2 separate regions of the Mus musculus genome follow, and region 1 is linked to region 2. Evidence: chromatin contacts called from public HiChIP or PLAC-seq data. All regions are on one chromosome and are shown on one strand. Each heading gives the region's core, a stretch centred on a gene start, on an enhancer-like site or on the middle of the called end of the contact. The rest is flanking DNA. Distances are from core to core; before and after follow the strand shown. Region 1 holds the start of Epb41l2 (erythrocyte membrane protein band 4.1 like 2). Region 2 has its middle 15 kb from the start of Gm40617.

What was found. HiChIP or PLAC-seq counts read pairs in DNA pulled down with a chosen protein or histone mark.
Region 1: an H3K27ac HiChIP or PLAC-seq map of embryonic stem cells shows a contact between it and region 2, with 10 read pairs. The contact joins the promoter of Epb41l2 here to the enhancer-like site in region 2. A contact is called at or near these places in 7 of 39 promoter capture datasets (the C10 cell line, the HPC-7 cell line, embryonic stem cells and 4 more), 27 of 484 Hi-C or Micro-C datasets (3T3-L1-derived adipocytes, the AML12 cell line, B cells and 20 more), 7 of 115 datasets of contacts at active chromatin or transcription factors (bone marrow-derived dendritic cells, bone marrow-derived macrophages, embryonic fibroblasts and 3 more) and 4 of 9 other capture datasets (adipose tissue, bone marrow-derived macrophages, liver and 1 more).

The regions. Positions count from the first base shown.
Region 1 is chr10:25,357,309-25,361,708 of GRCm38.p6, reverse strand. Epb41l2 (erythrocyte membrane protein band 4.1 like 2) reads right to left here and starts at 1,911. Exons shown (of 20, transcript NM_001199265.1): 1 at 1,728-1,911.
Region 2 is chr10:25,311,637-25,316,064 of GRCm38.p6, reverse strand. No RefSeq gene overlaps it. Among named protein-coding and RNA genes, the nearest start is that of Gm40617, 15 kb to the right of the region's middle. Within about 2 kb of position 1,759, at least 65 of the 459 cell types and tissues checked have an H3K27ac peak or open chromatin away from gene starts, as enhancers often do. A contact at or near this core is called in Sertoli cells, differentiating embryonic stem cells, embryonic stem cells and 3 more, where this site is marked.

The DNA of each region.
Region 1 (4,400 bases), core at 662-3,161, 45 kb before region 2:
CAGGGGATTGTTTTAAAGGAGAGGGGACCGTCCTCTCCTGTTAATGAGCAGCCTCTTGTTCTCAATAGGCAGTTTGCAAGCAAGACCACTGCTGACTTCAATGGGAATTCTGCCTCAGAAGTGGAGAACACAGAATAGGATTAAACTGGGCAAACTTCACACCACTACTTCAACTCCTCCAGCTCTCCAAAGGGTACAAAGACCTCTGAGGTTTGATGGTGGCTCTCAAACCAAATTATTGAAATGATCGCCCTAGCCCTAACAGGTGACATAGCCTTTCTCTCTCTCAAAGTTATGTCAAACTAGCAACCTGAGGGGGCTGCTGGTGCCTACCAAGATCCAGGATAACATTGCAAGGCAGCCCACCAGGGGCTGCAAGACAAACCAGATTTCTCACAGCAGGAGCCTGCAAACAAACTGAATAGCACAGGAAAACCTGTACAAGCACTGCAACTTCTAAACTTCATCTCCCACAGCCAAGAAACGGATCGAGTTTTCCTCAAATCCACGGGAATGTCTGACAGGGTAGACTAAAATGTTGCTAATGCAGCGTGATAAGGCAATGAAGAATACAGAGATAATGAACTCCCAGAAAGAAAGAAAGAAAGAAAGAAAGAAAGAAAGAAAGAAAGAAAGAAAGAAAGAAAGAAAGAGAGAGAGAGAGAGAGAGAGAGAGAGAAGAAAAGAAAAGAAAAGAAGAAAGACAGACAGGAAGGACTGAAGAAAAATGAGTGGAGAAAACTGAGACCGTTTTTGTTTTGTTTTGTAGCTAATCACAGAAACAAGAACATACTGCCCTGCACACCCCACATTTCACATGCAACAAAGTTCAAGAAACAGAGAGAATCTTGATTCCCAAAGGAGGAAATGTAAGTACAACTCCCCTAGATGCCACCGTGCCTACCACTCTCCCAGGAACCTTAAAAATCAGGGACAGCTGTTCAGGTGACAGATTTTCTGAAGGGCTTCCTCATTTTGTAAGGAAGCTCCACGGAGACCACTCCCCAAAATAAGACACCGGGGGAAGAGGGCGCTCTTCTAACTTCACCCCAAATAAATAAATAAAACTTGGCCCCGCCTGAGGCTGGCGTCTGGGGACATTTAATGACTAACGTCCACCGCAGACGTCTGGGGTTGAGGATGGGGGATCCCGAGATGCCAACCTCAACGCCACCGACTCGGTTATTTCCTCCTCGTAGCCCCTGACCTGCAGCTCACCTAAACTGCTCCCACCCCTCAGCTGCCAGCGCCGAGAAAAAGAAGCCATCGGGGGCGGATGGCCTGGTGTCCGAGCTGGAAGGCTCGCCGCAGAAAACGTGCGAGGGTGTCTGTCCTCAGCTCCAGACCGCACAGTGGGCGGCGGGGACAGAGGGTCGCCCGCGTTGGCCCGACCTGCGGCGCGCGTGGGGCTGGGTGGCTGGCGGGGCGCGCTCCCTCCCCGACTCCCGCAGAGCCCACGCGCGCCGCGGGCCCGCGTCTGGCGACCCTCGGGAGAGAGGGCGCGGCGAGCCCCCGGCACCCAGGATGGAGCCGCACGCCTCGGCAGGGCCGGGGCGCGAGAGCCCGGGGACGCCGCCGCGGTCCCCGCCCGGGAAGGAGAGAGACGGGCCCGCGGCCGCCCCCTCCCCCGCCCGGGATGGCCGTCCGGGCTTCCTGCCGGGGTCCGCTTCCCGCCTGCAGCGTGTCAGGACCCCGCCCGCCACTCCGCAGCCCGCTCGCCTCCTTACCCGGACACCGCCCCTCTCGAGCTTGCTCGCCCCGGGAACGCGTCCCGTTCCAGCCTCGGACGCCGCCGGCCCTCCGCACCCGCCGCCTCCACCCTCCTCTGGGTTTCAAATTGAAATTCCCTGACTGGGGCCGTCAGAGAACTCTCCGCGCAAGCCCCGCCCCCTCCTGGCGGAAGCCCCGCCCTCGTCCCCCGCCCGGCACGCCCCGGGCGCGGAAACCCCCGCGGGCAGGCCACGCCCCACGGCCAAAGCCACGCCCCCGGCGCCTGCTGGCGTGGGAGGGGGGCCTTCCCGAGGGGTTCGCGCGGCTCTCGGGCCCAGTGCCCCGCCGCAGGGGTGCGTTTCGCCCTCGGAGCGACCCTGGAGATAATGACAGCCAGTGCACGTGTGCGAGGCGTTCTTTCTGAGTATCTTGGCCTTAAATGCCCTCTCAACTTCGAAAAGTTCTTTCTTCGGAGTGCTTTCACTAACCAAACCTTCACTGGATGCCTTTTTCGTGGTAGACGGTAGAGCAGGTCCAGGAAACCGAATAAGGAAAGCCGGGTCCCCCCTCAGTCTGCAGTGAAAGAAGTGCTTTCACAGGATAGGCTTGAAAAGAATCCATTTATTCTTCCTGTGGGAGAGGCAGGAGAGATTGGGTAAACCCTGTGGAGGAGAGGCGCTTTGATGCTCAGCCTTACTAGTCAGGATATCTCCCGGCAGAGAATTGAGAACCTAGCTTGCAAAGTATAATGGGGATAAGGCAGTGACAAAAAATTAAAATAAAAAAATACACACACGTGATATGTATATATTATATATATGAATGATATAGATAGATAGATAGATAGTGGTAAGTTTTACACATTAGTACAATTAGACCTCAATCTCTTCTACTTATTTCATCTTTTCTGAGCATTGCATGTCAAGCTGTCAGAGTGGCAGCCCACTGCCTCCAGCATCTTCAACCCCACCCTGTGTTCTTCTAGTCATTTGCTTCCTCCCACCTCTAATAAAATCTTTAATGATTCACCTCTGCCAATTTCCTTCCTAAACATTGTAAAATTAGCAAGATCAAATTAACCATCAGTAGCAATGCCTTGCGTGTGGATACTTCCCAGGTAATGGCACACATGCAGGTGTTTTATCAGCTGGTTCCTCGCTATGAAAAGGGTACCTACATCAAAAAGAAAAGAGTTGGGGAAATAAATTACTTGCTAGAATCATCCTTGTAAATAATAAAATTATTGCTATAATAGCATTTGTTGTGTGTCAGGAACTTGAGTTGACTTAGTTGACTTCAGTCCCAGACGCTAAGAACACAAGGAGAGTTTGATAAGCTGTTTAATGAATACTGGAATCCTGATTACATACATTTCTAGCATAAAGAAGGCTTGGAATAATTGGTGTTGCTTTTCTGTTGCTATGAGGAAATGCCTGAAACAGATAACTTTGAAGAGATTTCCTCATGGCGCCATAGGCTTCTGTCCTTGGTCACCCAGTCCTTTACTTTGAATGGGTGGCAAGGTATCACGGCAGGGACCACATTGAGCAAACTACCTCATGGAATCTGAGAAGCAAGAATTGAGAGACTGAGGTCCTAATATACCTTCCACTGACATATACCCAGTGACCTAACCTCCTCCAACTAGGTCTCACATGCAAAAGTTCCCACCTCCCCACAGTATCATTAACTGGGGACCAAGCCTTTCAACCCAAGACCTTCAGGGAAATAATTAAGACCTGGTCCACAGAGGCAGCTCCCATAAACCAAACTTCAAGATCCAGTACTTTCCAAGACATTGAAATTAAATATCTGTAATTTGGATTCCATACTAAGAATAAGACATATTTCATTTTTGTTTGAGACAGATGTTCACCATGTTGATCATGTACTGGCTGGTTTGGTGTGTCAACTTGACTCAAGCTGGAATTACCACAGAGAAAGGAGCCTCCCTCGAGGAAATGCCTCCATGAGACCCAGCTGTAAGGCATTTTTTCAATTAGTGATCAAGGGGGAGGGCTTATTGTGGGTGGCGTCATCCCTGGGCTGGTAGTCCTGGGTTCTATAAGAAGGCAGGCTGAGCAAGCCAATAACATCCCTCCATGGCCTCTGCATCAGCTCCTGCTTCCTGACCTGCTTGAGTTCCAGTCTTGACTTCCTTGGTGATGAACAGCAGTATGGAAGTGTAAACTGAATAAACCCTTTCCTCCCCAACTTGCTTCTTGGTCATTATGCTTGTGCAGGAATAGAAACCCTGACTAAGACAACCACACTTGCCTAGAGTTCCTGGGCTCAAGTGATATTCCTACCACATGTAGCTAAGACTACAGTGCAGGTTCATACCACAGTGTTGAACCTGAGTTCAATACGTAAGTTTGGGGCCCATAAAACCTTGATCCACATAGTCCCAAAGGTGGCTTGATGAGGACCTGAAATCAGAAGCCAACATCCAGGTAGCAGCCAGGTATAGTACTGCAGGTGCTTATAACCCTAGCACTTTGGGGTCAACATTAAGGGATGAGTGAAGCTTGCAGACAAGTAGCCTAGGCCAAAACACAAAAGGACTAAGTTCAGAGGGAAAGCCTGCCTCAAAAGGAAGAAGACCAAAGATGATAGGACAATTGACACTCTTCTTGGGGTTTCAAATACAGATGAATGATTTTTAAAATACCAATGCAAACTTGTAAAAT
Region 2 (4,428 bases), core at 510-3,009:
CCCCAGGACCCAGGTAAAGAGTCAGATTTGGTGGTATACATTTGTATTCCCAGGATTCCTATGATGAGATGGGAGGTGGAGACAGAGGGCCATCTGGAAGCAAAGACCCTGAGTCAAAAGCAAGCTGGAAAGAGTCATCGAACTCCCCAAAAGTTGTCCTCTGATCTGATCTGGACTCATGTGCCAGCACACAATACACACATCATTTATAAAGTTTTACTCTGTCTGGTTTGGTGGTGCATGCCTTTCCAGCGTTTGATAGGCTGAACCAGGAGGAGTGACCCAAGGTCAAGGCCTGCTGGGGCTACACTGCAAGACTCTGTCTCAAAACAAAACAAAGACAAAAAACCAAAGAAATAAATATGTGGCAAATACAAGCCCTTATCAGATACTTGATATGAAAGTGTTTTTCCCACTCCCGCTGTGTAGGTTTGTCTTTCCATTTCTTTTGCTCGTTCTACATTCTTAGTGATTGAATCTATTGTTCAAGGATGTGGGGCCATCACCTCACTGATGAGTTACTTCAGGGGCTCTCCACCTTCCTAAGGCCCGACCCTTTAACACAGTTCCTCAGGTTGTGCCCACCCCAACCATAAAATTATCTTGTTGCTACTTCATAACTGTAATTTTGCTACTGTTATGAATTATACTGTCTATATCTGTGTTTTCTGATGGTCTTAGGTGAACCTTGTGATAGGGCCGTTTGATCTCCCAAGGGGTCTCAACCCACAGGCTGAGAACCATTGAACCATTGACTTAGGCCCTCATTTTCTTGATAGTATCTTTGGAAGCGTGCTTACACAGACATACGCACACACACACACACACACACACACACACACAAATTTTGATAAAGTCCAATTTATCAGTGGTTCTTTTGACGTTGTTATATTTAAATCATTGCTGAGACAAGTACAAAGTTTTTGTTGTTGTTGTTGTTTTTGTGTATGTGTGTGTGTTTGGGGAGACAGAATCTTCCTGTGTGGACCAGCCTGGTTGCTAAGTCCCTGGCTTCTCCTCAGCATCCTGAGAGCTGGGATTACAGGTGTGAGCTACCACACCCAGCTCTCCAAGTAACAAACACTGACTCTCTTTCCCCCATGTCTGTGAATGTATAGATTTTGGTGCAAAATGATATATATACACAATGATATTCATACGACCACTGTTTTTAAGTAGCGAAAGACCGCAAACAAAAACACCCATAATTAAATCATGGACCCCAGTTAATTAGACTTAGAACATCTAATATCTGCTGCTAGGTAAAATGTATGCGTGCAATGTGCTAACAGTGTGATAAGATATATTGGGATCATATCAAGGACTGACTCTTATGCTCAGGTTCTAAAAGTTTTAAGACACTATTGGTTTAATTACTAACAGTTGTACATTTATTCAATTGAATTTTTAGCAATACTCATTGTTAATAGCCAGTTCTCAAAATCCTTGAACCTTTAACAAATGGTCTGGCACATCAGCACAGCCGCTGATGCTGACGGCATACTGTGGTGGCATATCGTGCCGCAGGGTGAGCCTGGAAGAGCCGGGGTGGAAAATGAGACCGCGCTGGGAGGGAGGAGAAAGGGGCGAGCGCGCTCACATCGTGAAGGCACAATTACTTGGAGACTCTAACCCTTCTTTGGAAACCAGTCTTCCTTAAATTGAAAGCCGATCTTTCTTCAAGCAGCAATAAAAGTAATCCAGGGCTAATTCTCCCAGGAGGAGTCCCAGGTGTGGCTCCAGAAACAGCGGGCTGTTAAACCGCACCAGGTGTGGGATTCCTTTGGCCTGAGTCAGAAGACAACAGGCGATGGGAATGTCCATAATAGAATGCCTTTGTTCTAAGAAATTTCCCCAGGAGATTATGTTTGTAATCCTAGTACTTGGGGACTGGAGGCAGGAAGGTCAGAAGTACAAGGTTATAGTGACTTCAAGGCTCTTCCACGATTCACTGTCTCAAGACAAAAACAATAGAGAAGATAAAAGAAGGCTAAACTGTCAAAAAAAAAAAAAAAAAAAAAAAAAGCCACTCACGGTCAGGAAATTGCTAAGACATCAACTTTAAGATGTTTTAATTTGGCCAGCCTGGTCTACAGAGCAAGTTCCAGGACAGACAAGGCTACACAGTCACCTTGTCTCTAAACATCAACAAAAGATGAAGGATGTTTTAAAATTTATCTTGACATTTCTAGAATTGTCACTTGACTTTGAAAAGCTTTAACATAGATTTGACGAGGTCTTAGTGAGAAAATGCATAGTAAATGGACTGTTTGTTAGGGAAAACAAAACCAACCAAATCAACAGGCCAGCCATGGCTACATAGTGAAACTCTCTTTCAAAACTATAAATGAAATTAACTGCTCAACAGACAGGTATCCTCAAGGCCCTAAATATGCAGTGACATGGAACTTTAGTTATCCCAAGATAGGTGAAAATATAACACAGGGGTTTCAAAGTGGGGAATTGTCTCCTTGGTTAAACAGAAAAAGACAGCATAAGAAACTAACGTAAAGGAAGGACCGGAGGTTTTTCAAATAAAGGAGACGTTGCAAGTGAACAGCAGCCCAGTCGCTGGAGCAATAGTTGCTGGATGTCCTCAAGGGCACTTAAAGAAGAGAAAAGTGCTGAGTTTATGTGGCATCCTGAAGGTTTTGGAGAACAACAAGCGTGTGTAGAGATGAACTGGGAAGTTTCCAACTCTGAGATGAAGAATTGCTAACTTCACAGGAAACTAGTGGTGTGGGAAGCCCACCGCATCTTTTCAGAGCATCTGACTGTAGATGCGTGAGCTATCAGATTCACTACGCTGCCGCCTGGAGTCAGTAGGGACAGCTTACCACACCCTCTAAACTGGAGAAGCTTTGTGAAGCTCTCAGTAAACATTTGACTGACAGAAAGAAAAAATGAGCATTGTTGGTGATTGAAGAAATCTGACTGAGGCAGAGATGGTAAAGTAAAGCTGGTCTTCAGGTTCAAGAGTTCAAAGCCACACTCTGGCTCAAGCAGGTGTGTGTGTAACAGAGAGAGAGAGAGAGAGAGAGAGAGAGAGAGAGACTGTAAAGAACTAGGACATTGATAAACCTAGGGCAGAGAAGATTTTGGGAAATAGCATCCCCTCCCTCTTTCTCCTTCCCTTTCCCTTCCTATTTCCCCCTTTTCCTTTCCCTCCACTCCCTCCCACTTGTTACTTGTTTTCCTTCCTCCCTTCCTTTCCTTCCTTCCTCCCTCCCTCCCTCTTTCTTTTTGTCTTTCTGTTGCATCAGAATGGAACAAAATCTTGCCCTGTAGTTCAGAGTAACCTGAAGCTCACTCTGTAGCCCAGACTGGCCTTGAGCTTGCAGCAATCATCCTGCCTCAACCTTCCAAAGGTTGGGGTTACAGGAATGAGCTCAATACAACCGATGTAAAGGATAATATGTATTGTTTATATATACAAATGATGTCCATAAAATCTGCTACATCTGATAAAGATTAAGAAAGATCAGAGGATCTTAGGTGAATATGTTTGCTGAAGGGACTGTTTCAGTTTGTTTACAATGATTTTGATGCTTATTACCTGACTGTATCACAAGACAATGAAATAAAGTTACTCTGATTTGAAACCCTATCATAAATTGTAAAATACACGAGGGTGAGTTTTCTACTCTTAAACTTCTCCCAATTCCCCATTTCGTATACCTTCTAATTCTTACAGCATTCAAAGAAAATCTCATAGGATAATTGTCAATTATGCTCTATGTAATGTATAATTATGCCAATTTCACAGAATGCAAATAAAATTCAGCTCTCCAATCCTACACTACCTCTACTGCAGCTATGGGTCACACAAATAAAGAACAAGGAATACATCACACCAAATACACAGTTAGATGGCCAGCTGTAGAGAGAGGCAAAACGTGCCCACAGATGCTAACCTTTTGCTAAACAGTCCTGTAGCCCGCTCTCGAATGAGGAACTATCACAGCTGTTGAAAATGGGCAGCGGGAGGTTTAAACACAATGGTACCACTCTCTGGTGATGAAAGCTACACAGTACACGGGTCAGGGGATCCAGAAATGGGAAGCTGACTCAGCTTTTAATACTGTCCTTTGAATTGTCTAAAATGTCCTTGCAAATAATCAGAAAAAAAATCATAAAAGAATGATTTGTTAGCAAATAAGTTGACTGTGTTTATAACACTAAAAATAGCCAGAAAAGACAGCACGTGGGCTGAGCGATCCTGTAAGATGCAAATGAGGAGATAATTCCCAGCACTAAGCAAACGCAAGAAACTTAATTAGAACAGCTGAGCCTTGTCTGATGACCTGGCATTTGTTCAAAACTTGGTCAAGAAAAGGAACTGTTAAAAAATAAAGATTGCCAATCAGGTCTCATCCTGGAGGCCTCTCATCCTTAGTTGGGAGGCTGGAGTGGGCTGATAGTGGGAGC